Regions from separate parts of the Rattus norvegicus genome. Here region 1 is linked to region 2. A link is a contact called in public Hi-C data. All regions are on one chromosome and are shown on one strand. Each heading gives the region's core, a stretch centred on a gene start, on an enhancer-like site or on the middle of the called end of the contact. The rest is flanking DNA. Distances are from core to core; before and after follow the strand shown. Region 1 holds the start of Mcmbp (minichromosome maintenance complex binding protein). Region 2 holds the start of Tial1 (Tia1 cytotoxic granule-associated RNA binding protein-like 1).

What was found. Hi-C and Micro-C count contacts between places; a contact is called where the count stands out from the background.
Region 1: a contact with region 2 is called in a Hi-C map of kidney, with 2.8 times the contacts expected there. The contact joins the promoter of Mcmbp here to the promoter of Tial1 in region 2. A contact is called at or near these places in 1 of 12 Hi-C or Micro-C datasets (kidney) and 1 of 1 datasets of contacts at active chromatin or transcription factors (oligodendrocytes).

Annotation. Positions count from the first base shown.
Region 1 is chr1:192,744,202-192,751,369 of GRCr8, reverse strand. It overlaps Mcmbp (minichromosome maintenance complex binding protein), which reads left to right and starts at 3,989. Exons shown (of 16, transcript NM_001039608.2): 1 at 3,989-4,328. The coding sequence starts at 4,271.
Region 2 is chr1:192,456,261-192,463,377 of GRCr8, reverse strand. It overlaps Tial1 (Tia1 cytotoxic granule-associated RNA binding protein-like 1), which reads left to right and starts at 1,548. Exons shown (of 12, transcript NM_001013193.1): 1 at 1,548-1,787. The coding sequence starts at 1,756.

The DNA of each region.
Region 1 (7,168 bases), core at 2,740-5,239, 290 kb before region 2:
TCAATAAGGTGGAATCGGCTTCAGACCCAAGCCTATCACGTGACACCCTCGGCCTCGCGATACTAGGCCAGCCGCTGGAATCACAACATAGAGGGGTGTGGCCGATGAGGGTTCTGAATCCTAGAGCTATTTGACGCTCGAAATCGCAGATTCTGAGTTGTTCCGGACGCACTTGAGTTTCTCATGGGGTATGTTTTTGGTTGGTTGGTTGATTTGCTTGCTTGCGAGGCAGGATCTCGCTATGCGGTCCAGACTGGCCTTTATCCTCCTGCCAGTTCTACCAGTTCTGAGATTAATACCACCACACACAGCAATTCTTAAATCTTTATGACAAGCAGTAATAAGAATTGGGAGTAAGAAATTTCTATTGGCTGGATTTTTTTTTTATTTGAGCTAGGTTCCATTAAGTTGCCTAGAACTCTCAAGAGGTCTGACTGCCTCTTCTTCCCAGGTGCTTAAAAGGGAGTGAGTGTTCGGCCACGCCAGGCTACTATCTCCTTCAATGTATGCATCAACAAAAAGTGTCTTTGGTAAGCAATTCTAAGTGGTAGACGATTTATGTTTCAAAGGGGCAGAGAAAAGATGTATAATTGCAACATTCTAGAGGAACTCCTCTAATCTAGGGTTCAAGGACCTATCTGCCTACTACCAGGTTTTGGCTTGAATAAAAACAGTAAATTCTTGCAGGGTTGAATTTCCTTTGACACGCATTTTTACGGAACCAAGGGGTACCGGGGGTAGTAGTGGGGACACTACTGGTGAGTCATATAACATGGCCTTAAACTGCTAGGAACCATGCTAGACTAGAAGTTGGTCAGGAAAATTATCTTGTCTTTATTATAAATAAGCAAGGCTGAGAACCGTATACCAGAGAGTGATGTATGAAACAGACCCGAAATCCTTCCCTTCGGGAGTTTACAATCTGGCAAAACAATCAACTAAACAAAGTAATAATAAACTGCAAGCTTTCCTTAAATGTGCTTCCTAGAATACTGACTTCAGAGGACAGAGATCTAAACATTCTAGGAGAGGGAGCATGTAGCTCTTCATCAGATCATTAGCAAAAAATAAAAAATAAAAAACCCTAATAAAAAGATTCCCTGAAAAGGAAAACTAAAACTGAAGCCTGAAAACTAGTACCTCAAGCCTCCTGAGTGCAGGGATCCCAGAGGTCCAGCCCTGCTGTGCTGTCACACGTCTTTAATCCCAGCACATGGCAGAGGCAGGCAGATCTCTGTGAGTTTGAGCCTGGTCTACAGAGTGGGCTCCAGGACAGCCAGAGCTATACAATAAGAAACCCTGTCTCTACAAAACAAAAAACAAACAAACAAAATTCATAAGCACAGGGATCTATTTCCTGATGACTCCCCTTATACATGATTACCTCAGAAAAACCTGAATTCCAAAACAATCACTTTGCATAATTAACATCAAAAATGATTTTTTTTATTTTAGACCACAACAGGAAGAAAAAAACCTAATTATCAAGAAGAGAAAAAGGACAGAAAAGGGCACAGAATGAGATATACCTTTTAAGGGGATGCTCTGAGTGACCTTCTTCTAATCAGGTCCCTTCATGACTACACTCTTCTCAATTAAGGATCCATTGATGGGCACTGGAGATGTAGCTCAGCCTGGGCTACATAGTCAGTTCCAAGGAAACCTGGGATAGATGATAGATAGATAGATAGATAGATAGATAGATAGATAGATAGATAGAATCTCAGCACATAGATTTAATTTGTATATTATAAGGCACAGAGCTAAAATACGAAATTTCCCTCATTCAATTCCAAGAACATGGCTACTTTCTCTACTGAAAGAATGGATGAATAAAGTGGAAATACCATCTCTCATAGTTACTTTTCTTCTGTTGTGATACAATACTATGACAAGAAAACTTACAAAGATTTTAATTGGGTTTATGATTTTACAGGGTTAGAGTCTATGATGGCAGGGCAAAGGCCTGGTGACAGAACAGCTGACATCTCATGATCTGAAAACAGAAGGCAGAGAGTGCACACTGGGAGTGGTGGGAGGTTTCTGAAGCTAAGTCTGCCGCCATGACACATCTCCCCCCCCCCCAACAAGCCACACCTTTTAATCCTTCCTGAACAGTTCTACCAACTGGGAATCAAGTATTCAAACATTTGAGCCTATGGGGACTATTCTCATTGAAACAACTACATTGTCCTAGCCTTGTTAGCTTTCTCAACTCACAAAGCCAGACGTAAAGTCAGATTGAAATGCCAAGTCCAAATTACCTCTTTCATCCCAAAGCAAACCAGGGTGTCATTCCAAATCATGCTACTTTGGCATAAAGATTATCTTGAGCGAAGGCAACTGAACAGAACCACATATAAGAAAATCTCCTGCCTTCCCACTGTTTGTACAAAAGCAGGATATAGGGTTTCAAGGCTTCCTCCCTCCCTTTCTACCAGAAAAGACAGAAGCTAATCACCTGGAAGAACTTATATAAGATTTTATATACTATGTTAACCATGAAACTCTCATGTTTTGATTTCCTGCAACTTGTTGCCTTTGGGAACTAAGAACTACCTTCTTCTGTCATTTCTCTACAATGTTATTGTTCTTTGTGGATGATTGCTGTATAACCTCGAATTCTAAGATATTAAATTACTTTTTCCCAGTTGTTCATAAACTTGTGGCACACATGTTCATGAACTTAATTTTTTTTTTCAAGACAGGGTATCTCTGTGTAGCCCTGGCTGTCCTAAAACTCACTCTATAGACCAGGCTGGCATCAAACTCAGATTCACCTGCCTCTGCCTCCTGCGTCCTAGGATTAAAGGTGTGTGCCACCACTGCTTGGCTCTTAATATTTATTTATTTGTTTGTTTGCTTTTGAGACAGGGTCCTATGTAGCTCAGGCTGGCCTCAAATTGGGTATGTGGCCAAGGCTGTCTGTGAACTCCTGACCTTCCTTGCCTATATCCCAAATGCTATAATTTAAAGATAAGTTCATTCCAGGGGACCAAGAAAGGCAGAGGGGCAGGTTTGGTACCCTTTCCCTTCTGCCCTAGAGATTCCTGGGTTCAGTCAAAGCTGCCTCTGTTCATCTATTGCCATCTCTCCCTCTTTTATCCCTTGCTAGGGATTAAATCCAGGTGCCTCTGGCATACCAGGCAAGTGCTCTGCCACTGAGAAGTTCTTATTCTTCAGCTATCTAGATGCTATTCAGATCACCGCTACCTTTTTAAAGCCAAGTAGGTATAGATGGTGAAACCAGGGTTTTCTGAGGTACATCCCATACACAGGGAAAATGTCTTCTTTATGAAAACTTGACAGTTCCTAAGTTCTCTAGACTACAGGTTACAGTGGAGCTGCCCTTCTGCGTCGCCCTGTAAGAGTATTCTGATCTGTATGCTGTACAGGTATCTTGCCATAGCTCCCTAGTTGTCAGGTTGGAAGCAGAAGGGCTCTGGGTGTTTTTGAGGTTAGAAACTAAAGGCTGGGCTAGGAGAAAGTTCTGAGTGCTTGCCAGCTCCTTGGCCATATTGAGAAGCCCACAAGGCTACAAAGCCTCCTTGATTAAATCGTTCAGGAAGAACTCACTGAGCTGGGGGCAAGTTCTTTTACAGGATTTTGTGCAGGGCACCTTAGAAGAGTTCTACCACCAGAGTCACAAAGAGATCCGATGATCAGACACCGAATGGCGTTTCAACCCCTAATTTTGCTCAGAGATGACTCTTGAGGTTGGCTGAACTTGTGGCTTTTGGTCCGTGTGCAAGGTCTCAAACTTTGAGCCAATGAGGCACCCTGATGGAGTTTGCCTCCAACGCGCGAACACGGTGACCACTATACTCAAGCACAGTAGCCTTCCTCTGCCCGTCTCCAAGATGGCGGCCCCGGGATTGCCCTATCTCTACCCGTCTCCAAAATGGCCGCCCGCCCCGCCCACTCCCTCCCCTCCGGGAGTGCGCAGCACGCTCCCGCCGCCCCTCCTTCTTGAGCTCCACCCAGGTCTCTGGTAGCGCGGTCGGTGGCCGCGATTTCCCGCCATTGTGAGAAGTGGAGGCTGGGACGATCTCCCCTCCTCCGGTCGCTGGACAGCAGCTCTGAGACACTCGTCACCGTCGCCGCAACCACCTCTCCTTGAGACGCGCGGAGGCCCGTGGCTCGCGACGCCCGGCGCGTGGGAGGGCGCGGACGAGGAGCGGCTGAGCCCCCGAGGAGAAGCCGGGCTCCGAGCGCGCTCGCCCGGCAGAGAAGCGCCGCGCGGGCCGCGCTGGCCCCAGCCCTCAGCGCCATGCCCTGTGGAGAAGACTGGCTGAGCCACCCGCTCGGGATCGTGCAAGGCTTCTTCGGTGAGTGGCGCGTGGCGAGCAGGGCCGGGAGGGGAGCGGAGTTTGCGGGACCAGGCCTGCCGCGCGGCCACACTCGGGACGGCGGTCCGGGAGAATCACTGCCGAGGGCTCGCGTGGCCCCGGGCCTGGCAGCCAAGCAGAAGCAGCGGACTCGGGCCGCGGACGCAGGTGCCACCACCTCCCGTCACCTGCCCGCTGCCGGGCTCTGGCTCGCTGGCGGCGTGGACCCAGCTGCGAGCGCTGGCAGTGATTGACGGCCTGGCTCCCGGCTGGTGGCCTACCTAGCCCGGGTCCTGCAGACACGAGAGGTCCCCTTGCCCACGGAGGGCCCTCAGAGCGGTCGCGAAGAGAAGCCACTGCCTGTGGGAGCCTGCGGGATATTTCAAAACTTCCGGGGTGTGTGTAGGGGAGTGCTGGATCCTTCGCACAGAAGTTCATTCTGTTTCCACGTCTCCCTTGACATCCGAGAGAATGCTTCATTTTTTACCCCTGCTCTGTTGACTTAAAAACCCGTCAGCTCTGTTATTAGTTCCTGTACCAGGGCTAGCTAGAAATGCTCAGCTACTTAGATGAGTTGATACAGAACGAGAGCCGAGAGTGCTGTAGGCAAGCTGAGTAAATTTTAGTTGTAATTGTCATGGTTACTTTTTTTTTTTTTTTTTTTTTTTTTTTTTTTGCTTTACTGGACCTCCAATTCCCATTCGAATCCCTGATTTCGGTGCGCTTAATGACTGGCCGGAGCCACCAGTCTCCGTGGAATGTGTTTTCTGTACTAATGCTCCCACAGGATCCGATTCATTTTACCTAGAATTCTAACTACTCAGGTAGTTTCCCAGGGTGAAACTAAACCCGGTAGATAAAAGGACTGGGTAGACCTTAAGATTATAGCCAGTGAACACACAGTCTGATAAAGAGGAGCAGGGATGTGCAAGCCCACGAAAGAGTAAAACATGGGCTTGGGATATTATAGCTCAGTAGTAGAATGCATGCCTGGCCTGATGATGGTCTGAGTGTAGTGCAGGTGGAGAGAAGCTAGATCCATACCTAGCAATCTAGGGTGGTTTTCAAGGGGTGTGTGTGTATAAGCAGCTTACCTGTCATTCTGTCACCTGGAAGACAGCTCTGTCTCTAAAAAGAGAAAAAGGGTCCTATGTCCCTTCACCAAGTGCTAGTAATTGAAGTTCAGAATACTGCAGTCAACAGTTGAGACTAATAACAGATTAGCCCAGCCAAGATTCAGTTCTGGACTGGCTGAAAGTGCAAATGTGTAGATACATTCGAAGGAAAAGCTCCCCGTAGTTAAAGGTTTGGGACTTACAGGGTAAAGTTCCAATGACCGACCCCCAGAATTCCTTATCCTTTACTTTGAGGCAGATCTCTAACCTGATCTGGTCTCATGGAAGTCCTCCTGCCTCATCCTTTGGAGTGTGCCTGTGCCACTTGCCCAGCCAGAATCTCCATTTGTGAGAAATATCCCAGTACCCTGGTCTTGCTGTAGGAATGACGTGGTTTTAAATGCAATACAGATTGGATATATCGTTGTCGCGTTTCGTTCCTTAAGTGTGATCCTAAGGTATCACACCTCTTTATTGTACAGGAAAACACAGAACTTGATTACAAGTACTGTAGTATTTTCTAAATCTTGTGGAATGTTGTGGAAAGGTCATTGTTGCCCTCTGAATGGCTCTTAAGTGTAATCTGCCCTGCTCTGTATTTCCACTGTGTTTTCCTGTGGCTGTCATTCCGTTGGGCACCTTTATGATAAGAGTATTGAAGTTGCTGTATGAAAAGTTGGAGACTTTGGTCTGTGTTTGATTTTCGGTTTTGGTACTGGGGATTGAACCCAGTACAGGCAGGCAGGTACATAGTCCATCCCTGAAGATGGTCTTACTGGCTCCACACCAAGCGTCCCTCCAAGTGTTGCATCGGCTTCAGATATTAAATATCTCTTGACCCTGTCAGATATCTTCATCTTCAACACTGCTGCCATAGCCCAGGACCTTGTAGTCATGTTTTAGACTTCTGCAACAGCTTCCAAGTCTCTTGCACTTATATGCTACAACCAGTGGCTTCCGGCTGCTTCTAGAGACTTTCCCTGTTTGGGTTTTAATTTTATAAGTAACCCCAGGTTGCCCTTGAATTCTCCATTTTCCACCTCAGCCTCTTGGTGTGTGGAGATTACTAGTAAATATCACTGTAGTTGTGTTGACCTGAGTATGTTATGACCTCAGTACCTGACCTACACCTTTTTCCTCCTCTGATGCCCTGTACACTGTATAGCCCAGGCTGGGCTTGAGCCTCTAAATTCTGGGATTACAGGCATGTACTGTCTCTTCTGGCTTTCATCGGTATGTCTTCTGAGGTGTTTTTATATCTACTTGTGCTTTTCTCTGAGGATACATGGACATGGACAGGGGCCCTTGGATACCAGAAGTTATAGGCCCTTGTGAGCTCTTTTCCTGTGGGTGCTAGGATACACTTTTTACTCTTAATTTTCCTCTTATTTTCGTTTGTTTCCTTGTTTGGCTGAGACTGTTTGATGTGGCTCAGGTTGGCCTCCAGCTCCCTAATCAAACATGCCCCTACTTTCCAAGTGCTGGGCTCACATCCACGTCTCACTGTGCTTACCCCCACCCCATATGAATAATTTGAATTACTACCCACTTTGACTTAAGCTCTTGTCATTTTACCTAGGCTGGCATCCACCACTTCCTGGGTTCAAGTGACCCTCCTTTAGCTTCTAAGTAGCTGGGACCACCAGTAGGAGATGGGCCACTAGTCGTACCCATAACAAACAACACACACACACACACACACACACACACACACACACACACACA
Region 2 (7,117 bases), core at 299-2,798:
CTAGGCAAGCGCTCTACCACTGAGCTAAATCCCCAACCCCCTGATCCACTTCTTGAGAGCTGGATTTGCAGACATGTACCGTATGCCTGGCTGAATGTGCCTTTCTGATCTCTAGGACTGTTAAGATAATGCATGTTGGTTTAAATTTATAATTTGTTGCCATAGTAACAAATGTACATTGGGCTAGGCATGGGCCAATGAAGAGTTATGGTTATGACTAATGTAGTTTTATACCTATGTCTAACACTCCATCCCTTGGATCTCACTCTGTAGACCAGGCTGGCCTCAAACTCGGAGATCTGCCTGTCTCTGCCTCCTGTCATTAACAGTGAGCATTACCGCTCAGCTTCCAGTAGATTGTCATGATTTCTGTCTCCTCTCTTGCTTTAGCAACTCAATACTAGCAATCCATGTCCCTCACTACCTAACTCCAGGCTATGTTTTAGCACCAGATCTGGTCCTTGAGCCTCTTTGCTGTTTTCACTGATTATTAGTTTTTGATAAGATCTTATCTATTTCAAGGCTGGCCTTAAATCCATTATCCTCCTGCTCAGCAGTACTGTGCGCCACCACGCGAATATTTTAGTTTTAACTAGGGATTTGAAAGAGCGGTGGAGGCGCAAGTCATTTGCATGAGGGGCTGCTCTTTTGCCGCTTTACCCACTAATTCGATGAGATAATGGGTAGAGATCCTTGTGGAACTTGTAAAGCAAGTTACAAGCGGTATAGTCTAGAAAGGCCTATCTGGTCGGAACACGTGCTCAAAGACCAGGCTGGCTTCGGTGTAGCCCGATGTCCGCCACATCCCTCAGGGTTCAGAGTTGCTTCTCTCCTGCCCGTCGCGTGAGGCGTCGGTTGTTGAACACGGACCAGCAGTTCTGAGGGCAGAGGCGGACGAGGCCGACTAGCTGGAGAACCACGCGGAGCCAGCACACCGCCTGATCCGCAGTTGAAGAAACCGCTCTGGGGCTGGACGGAGGCGGAGCAGAAGCTCACACTGGACCAACAGAAAAGCCTTAAGATGCTAGGAGCGATCCTGGGGCGGGCCCCGGCGCGAGGCACTCTGGGATTTGTAGTTTACTTCCCGGACAGCTCCTCTCTCATTTCGACCACCCGCCTTTTATTCCTCGCTCTCTCCCGGCACGCCGACTACTTTGTCGCGGCACGTCCTCACGTACGACTACACTACCCAGAAACCTCTCCTTCGCGCTCCGGCAAGCTCTGGGTCTTCCTTGAACTACAGTTCCCAGAAGGCCACTGGAGAAGGGCTTCCCCCACTTTCCCGGGACCGCAATTCCCAGAGACTTGATTTCGCGGCTTTTCTCTGTTTTGGATCTGTCTTGGAGCTGGTTAGGGCTTCGCCGGCCAGCAGAACCACAGCGACTACGTGGTCCGTTGTGTCCAGTCGTAGGGTGTACTCTTTGGCCAGGCTTTCTGTCTCTTCAGCCACTTTTGCCGGACAGGCCGTCGCAGCTGGCCTGAGCAGTGACCTGGCGGGCTGCGCCTGCGCCCTGCCGCGTTTCCTGCCTGGCTGGTGGTGGCGGCCATTTTGTTCATCCTCCTCCTCCTCCTGCTCCTCCTGGTTGGAGCGCAGTGTCCGGAGCGGGCTGGGGGGAGCGAGCCCAAGAGCCGGGTTCAGTACCTTTTCCTCTGTCCCCAGCCGGCGCCCGGAGTCCCCCTCCCCTTCCTTCCCGCCCCCTCCCCTCCCCAGCCCTGCCCTCCCCCTTGTCCCGGGATCACTCCGTCGCACCCACCATGATGGAAGACGACGGACAGCCCCGGACTCTGTGAGTACCCGAGACCCGGAGTGCCAGGCACCGAGTGGCCCGGGCACTGCGGGATGCTAAGGGAGGGAGAGCCGGAGACCGGGACTAGAAGCGGAGAGCCGGGCCTCGCGGTGGCGCGGCTGTGAAGTGCATTCCTCATCTGTCCCCCTTCCCAGAGAAGGAAACCCTCCCTTCCCCCCCAAATACAGTCACTTCCTAGGGTCTAGGGCTTGTCTCGACCTTTTCCTCCCGACCCCTTTTTTGCACACTCTTGGCTGGGCTTGTGCACGGCTGAGGCTGTCAGGCACGGGAGAGCTCCTATTCTCCCTGTTTTTGGGGGGCTCCGGGCTGAGCCAGGAGCTATGGGTCCCCACGGGGGCAGGGCTTGGCGGGGGTGGGACTGCTGCTGCATCCTTTGGCGTGAACACTCAGCCTCAGTCCACGTCCTCAGCAGTCCACGTCCTCAGTCTCAGTCGGTCCGAGTCCTTCTCCCCAGCCTACCACTCTTTAACCAGAGGAACCCCTTGTCTCTTTCTGCCCCACGTGCCCCACGCTGTCAGAAACACCCGCCTAGCGCCTGCTGCTTTTGAAGTGCCAAAGTGATTGCCTTTTGCTGCCGTGCACCACCTCTGTCCCTTGGATAACGAAGTTTACTTTGAGCGCTCACTGCGCCAAACTGACAACCAGTTAAACTCCTTTCACTCAGTTAGTGATGCCGCTTCCTAAATCCGTTTGTGCGTCCGGACCATCAGAGTTCGATAAAAGGATGTCTGCTCCCGCTATTTGATGCGTGTCTTTTGAGTGCTATTTTTCGCGGTTTAGCTGTCGGGTTTCACCTGAAGCCCAATCTAATGAATGAATCGCATCTTCCAACCGCTTAATTGGCGTTTCCTTCTTTTCCCCAATGCAGAGTGATGACTCAGCGTCTGTATTCCTTTCCAAATAGTGTGGCAGTCTTTTTTTTCCCCCCTGCATCTGAGTAATTTCCAATTCATTGTTTAAAGTGAGCACCTTGGGTTTTCCCAGCCTCTTCAGGCCTACTACTCCTGCCTGGAGTAACTACACAGAGTCAGCTTGCTGCTTTGTCTCTCTTGCCTCCCTCTGCCTAGTATTGATTGATATGATGATCAGAGTCCACTTGGCTGGGTCGGCTGATGGGGAAAGTACTTTTTGGGGAATGCAAGACGGTAGATAGACGTTGAGAACCTCTAAGCTTCTCAGAGCTTCGTTCGTAGCAGGAATATGTTTATTAAAGAAGGTCCATATCTTTATTCAGCGTTGATACTTTTTTTTAAGCATTGTTTATACTTTACATTTTTATTTCTCTTAACATCTGGTTTGGGGAACTTGAAAACATCCTAAACGTACCATACCCCTGAATGAAAAAAATCTTTGCGTGTGTGTGTGTGTGTGTGTGTGTGTGTGTGTGTGTGTGTGTGTGTGATTTTTCCATTTCTGCCTTCCTCAGAAAAAAGATAATTGAGACAAAATTTGAAATTTGTTCTTCAGCGATTGTTTAAGCCAAGGCTTGGTATTTTGTATTTAGCCGTGAGTACTGTGATGGAAGCATCTGGGGAAGCTGGACTTAAGGCCTAGAAGTAGCTGTTCAAGGAGGGCGGCAGTTACATTGTATCTAAATACCTGAAATGTCACCATTGCGTCATAATAGCCGCTGGGTAATTGGTAAATTCTCATGGCTCATTAACGGCATCTATTTATTCCTTAGAAGAGGTCGACTGTTTCTGTCTGTTACATAGTATGCTTTTTCTGTTTCTTCTTTTCCTGTGATGGTCTTTACATCCACTGTCAGATTTCCTCTAGACCAGAGCTAAATTAATGTTTCATACATTTATCATCTCAGATCTCTTGTCTTTTTTTCTGAAACACATTTCAGTTGTCTGTGTTTGGTTACCTAAAACTGTGATGTAAACAGATGAGTGAATAAACATCTTAAGCTCTATTGTTCCTGTGTGTCAGTATGTGTTTATATATCTTCCTTTTCCCACTTTTCTCCATGGGAGGTTGAGGTGTTTTTGTTTTGTTTTTAAATATAAGAACTGTACAGCTTCCTAGGACTTAACCCTTCCTACACTTAGTTCATTCATTGGCATATAAGAGGTACTCAAATATTTTACAATTGTTCTTTGGTTAAATTAGTGTTGTCTTGTTTTTAAAAGTTCTAATTGATTTAAATTATAGGTATTGTCATACTTCCTGAAGTTTGTTTATGTGTGTGTATCTATATCTATATATGTATATGTATGTATGTATATATGTACAGATACACACACACATATATGTATATACATGTGTGTGTATGTAAAATCTTGACATCAAAGTAAATGTTTACCAGAGTATGGTTTTGTTTATGAAGGGTCTATATTTTGCATTGTGATCTATGGATTAGATTTCTCAAGTGGCTACTGTTTTTAAATAATGTACTCTAAATTAAGCTTATCTTAATTTGTTTACTTTAAAATGCCTGTGTGTTACTAGTAAGGTTTTCTTCCTGCAGACACACACAAGCTAAGACATATGGTTATCTTCAGAAAACAATATGGTGTTTATAGCCTAGGTAGGTTTTTAAATATTCATTATCTACAGTATTACTAATTTATTTGATGGTATTTAAAAGTGATATAGAATTGTCTTGATATAGAGTCTGAAACCCTGTTTATCATATAGTTGCTTTAAAGGTCTGTTTTCTGGTGTTCTTCATTCCCATTTGACATTTATTTGGGGTTATTATGTATTAGTGATCTTAAAAACCAACCAATGAGGTCACAGTATGAGATACTGGTGTTGGAAGTAGACCAGTCTTGTAGGACACACTTCAGCTTTGGGTTGTGTCTTTGCAGTGCAGTGATTTATCTGTGGTTTCTGAACCCACAGTGTGACACTGAATTATAACAGTCAATTGTAATTTAGTCATCTGTTTGGTGTACTAAAGCCCTAGAAATTGTGGATCTAGGATAAAACCAATGCCACCTGTTAAGGCTATTTATTCTTCCTTGATACTCAGTACAAAGAAGGAAATAAGCCATTGATTTAGAGTGCGTTCTGAACACGTGTGAACAGAGCAGAAGAAAACAGTCTAAGCCCTCGTAGCCTTGGCCACACCACTGACGTAGGTGTATGGTGGCTGTAGTCAATCCGGTTTGTTTCTCCAAAGTGTGTGGGTCCTTAGTCAGGTTAGTTACCCTACATCAGTGTGCCTTCTACTTTGCTGCCTTCCTAAAATGAAGTAGTGACAACTTGGGTAGTCCTTTGGGCTGTTGAGGGCTATTGTTGAAAGTCTCCTTTTGTATAGGAATTTGTTAAGAATAATCGAAAAAGAACTTTTATGGAAATGTAGCCCCACTGTATTTTGTATAAAAGTACTGGTAATTTCAGCCTTGGTGGGGTTACTTTTTAGAATGAGAGCACATTCAGTGGAAAAGCTGTCATTAGCTTTCTGCAAGGCACAGTGTTCTTAATTTCTTTCTGCCCAGTTGGACATAGGAAGTAGTTCATTGGCAATGTGAACTTCTGCCTGCTGTGAAACTGCCAAGTTTTCTCGTCTCCAATTGACAATTAGACCCAATGTTAGGGATAAAGGTATCATTTTCAGTTATCAATGCTTCAGCTCCTACAGTTCCTGTTCTTAGAAGACAAGTAGACTGTAAGGTATGCGTTTTCCTTATTTTTCCTTGAGTTAAAAATGATTTTGGAATTTCCTAAGTGTTTTCTGTTACTATAAGAACTCAAGCTATTCTGCTGTTTTGTACATGTTCTTCTGGTAGAAACTGCATATGTAAAAACTTGGAACTTTAGAATATTCTTCTTAGCTGCAGCAGAAGGTGAAGTATAGAAAATACTATTTGGAGAGAAACATCAATCCAGTAAGCTACCCATGATGCTTACTATGATCAATTTTGAACCTTATCTTAAATACCTTTGTTAGAATTATTCTGGGATGGATTATATTTTGATAATGCAAAAAGCACAGTATACTACAGTATGCTTAGAAGTAAAAATTGTGCTTCTATTATATACATAAATTACAGAACCTTTAGTAGAAAAGTCAGTTTAAAATTTAGATAAATGCAGGTGAAATTATATACTGAATTGTGTCCTTTTCATCATAAGAGATTACAATGACCTCTGTTATGGAAAGCTCTGTAAGCTTTAAAACTTAGCTGTTCTTTAGCAGTTAAAATCTGAGTGAGTATTTGGAAAAACAGGATAACTCAGCACTGGACTTTTCTATAAATATTTCATGGCATTCTAAACCTAAATGTTAGCAGTTTTGATCTCTGACAGTGCTAGATAGGGAAATCAATTATATCTATCAATGTGCCTCTAGAATCTGGCAGTTCCCTCACTGATTAGAAATGGGTTGACTTAGAATGAAAGTCTTGTTAAACAAAAATAGCTTTTATTGTGACTTAGCTGTGAAAAGTAACATGCATTTTTTCCTCTTAAATGTTTTAAAACATTAACCCAAACTTAAACCTGTTTAAATCATCAAAACTTTGCTATAGTAAAATGATGTTCCATTTATATTTGTTACTGTCTAGCTTCACATTAAAAAAATCACTGTTTATTCCGTGTCCTCTCCCAGAAATGAGCAGACCAGACGAGACTGGTTAGATGAATGTATCATTTAGAAAATCAAGATTACTTGCTCATTTTCCTTTATACTGGGTCTCTTACAAAAGCAAGTTATTCCATAGTCACAGGCTCATAAAGCCCCTATGAATGAAAAGGGACAGGCAGGTGTTTATAGCTAATTCATAATCCTTTAACTATTTGCCTATGCTGGAAAGAAGAAAAAAAATCACTGCATGGCCTACAGTAGGTCAGCTCCGTTTAAATTATAAGGAAAAGATGGCGTACAAGAGCTAAACCAGTTTTCTTCTAGCTTGTCCTTTTATTTCAGTAGCACAGGACTTGTGTTTCAGCCTTAGAACATGTACCCTGAGGTTATTGGTAACCACTGTGAAGTTCTTTTTTTTTTTTTTATGCTTTTTTTTTTTTTTTTTTTTTTGGTTCTTTTTTTCGGAGCTGGGGACCGAACCCAGGGCCTTGCGCTTCCTAGGCAAGCGCTCTACCACTGAGCTAAATCCCCAATCCCTCACTGTGAAGTTCTTAATTAACTTGGAAGCTGCTGCCTATTTTCTTATTTTTTTTCCCATTTGTACGTGTGTGTGTGTGTCTGTGTGTCTGTGTGTCTGTGTGTGTATGATTGTGTCTGTGTGTATTATATGTGCATACATGTGAGCACAAAGGCATGGGAGGAGGCCAGAAGAGAGTGTTGGATCCCTTGGAACTGGAGTTGTAGGCATTGTGAGCTGCCAGACTTAGGTGCT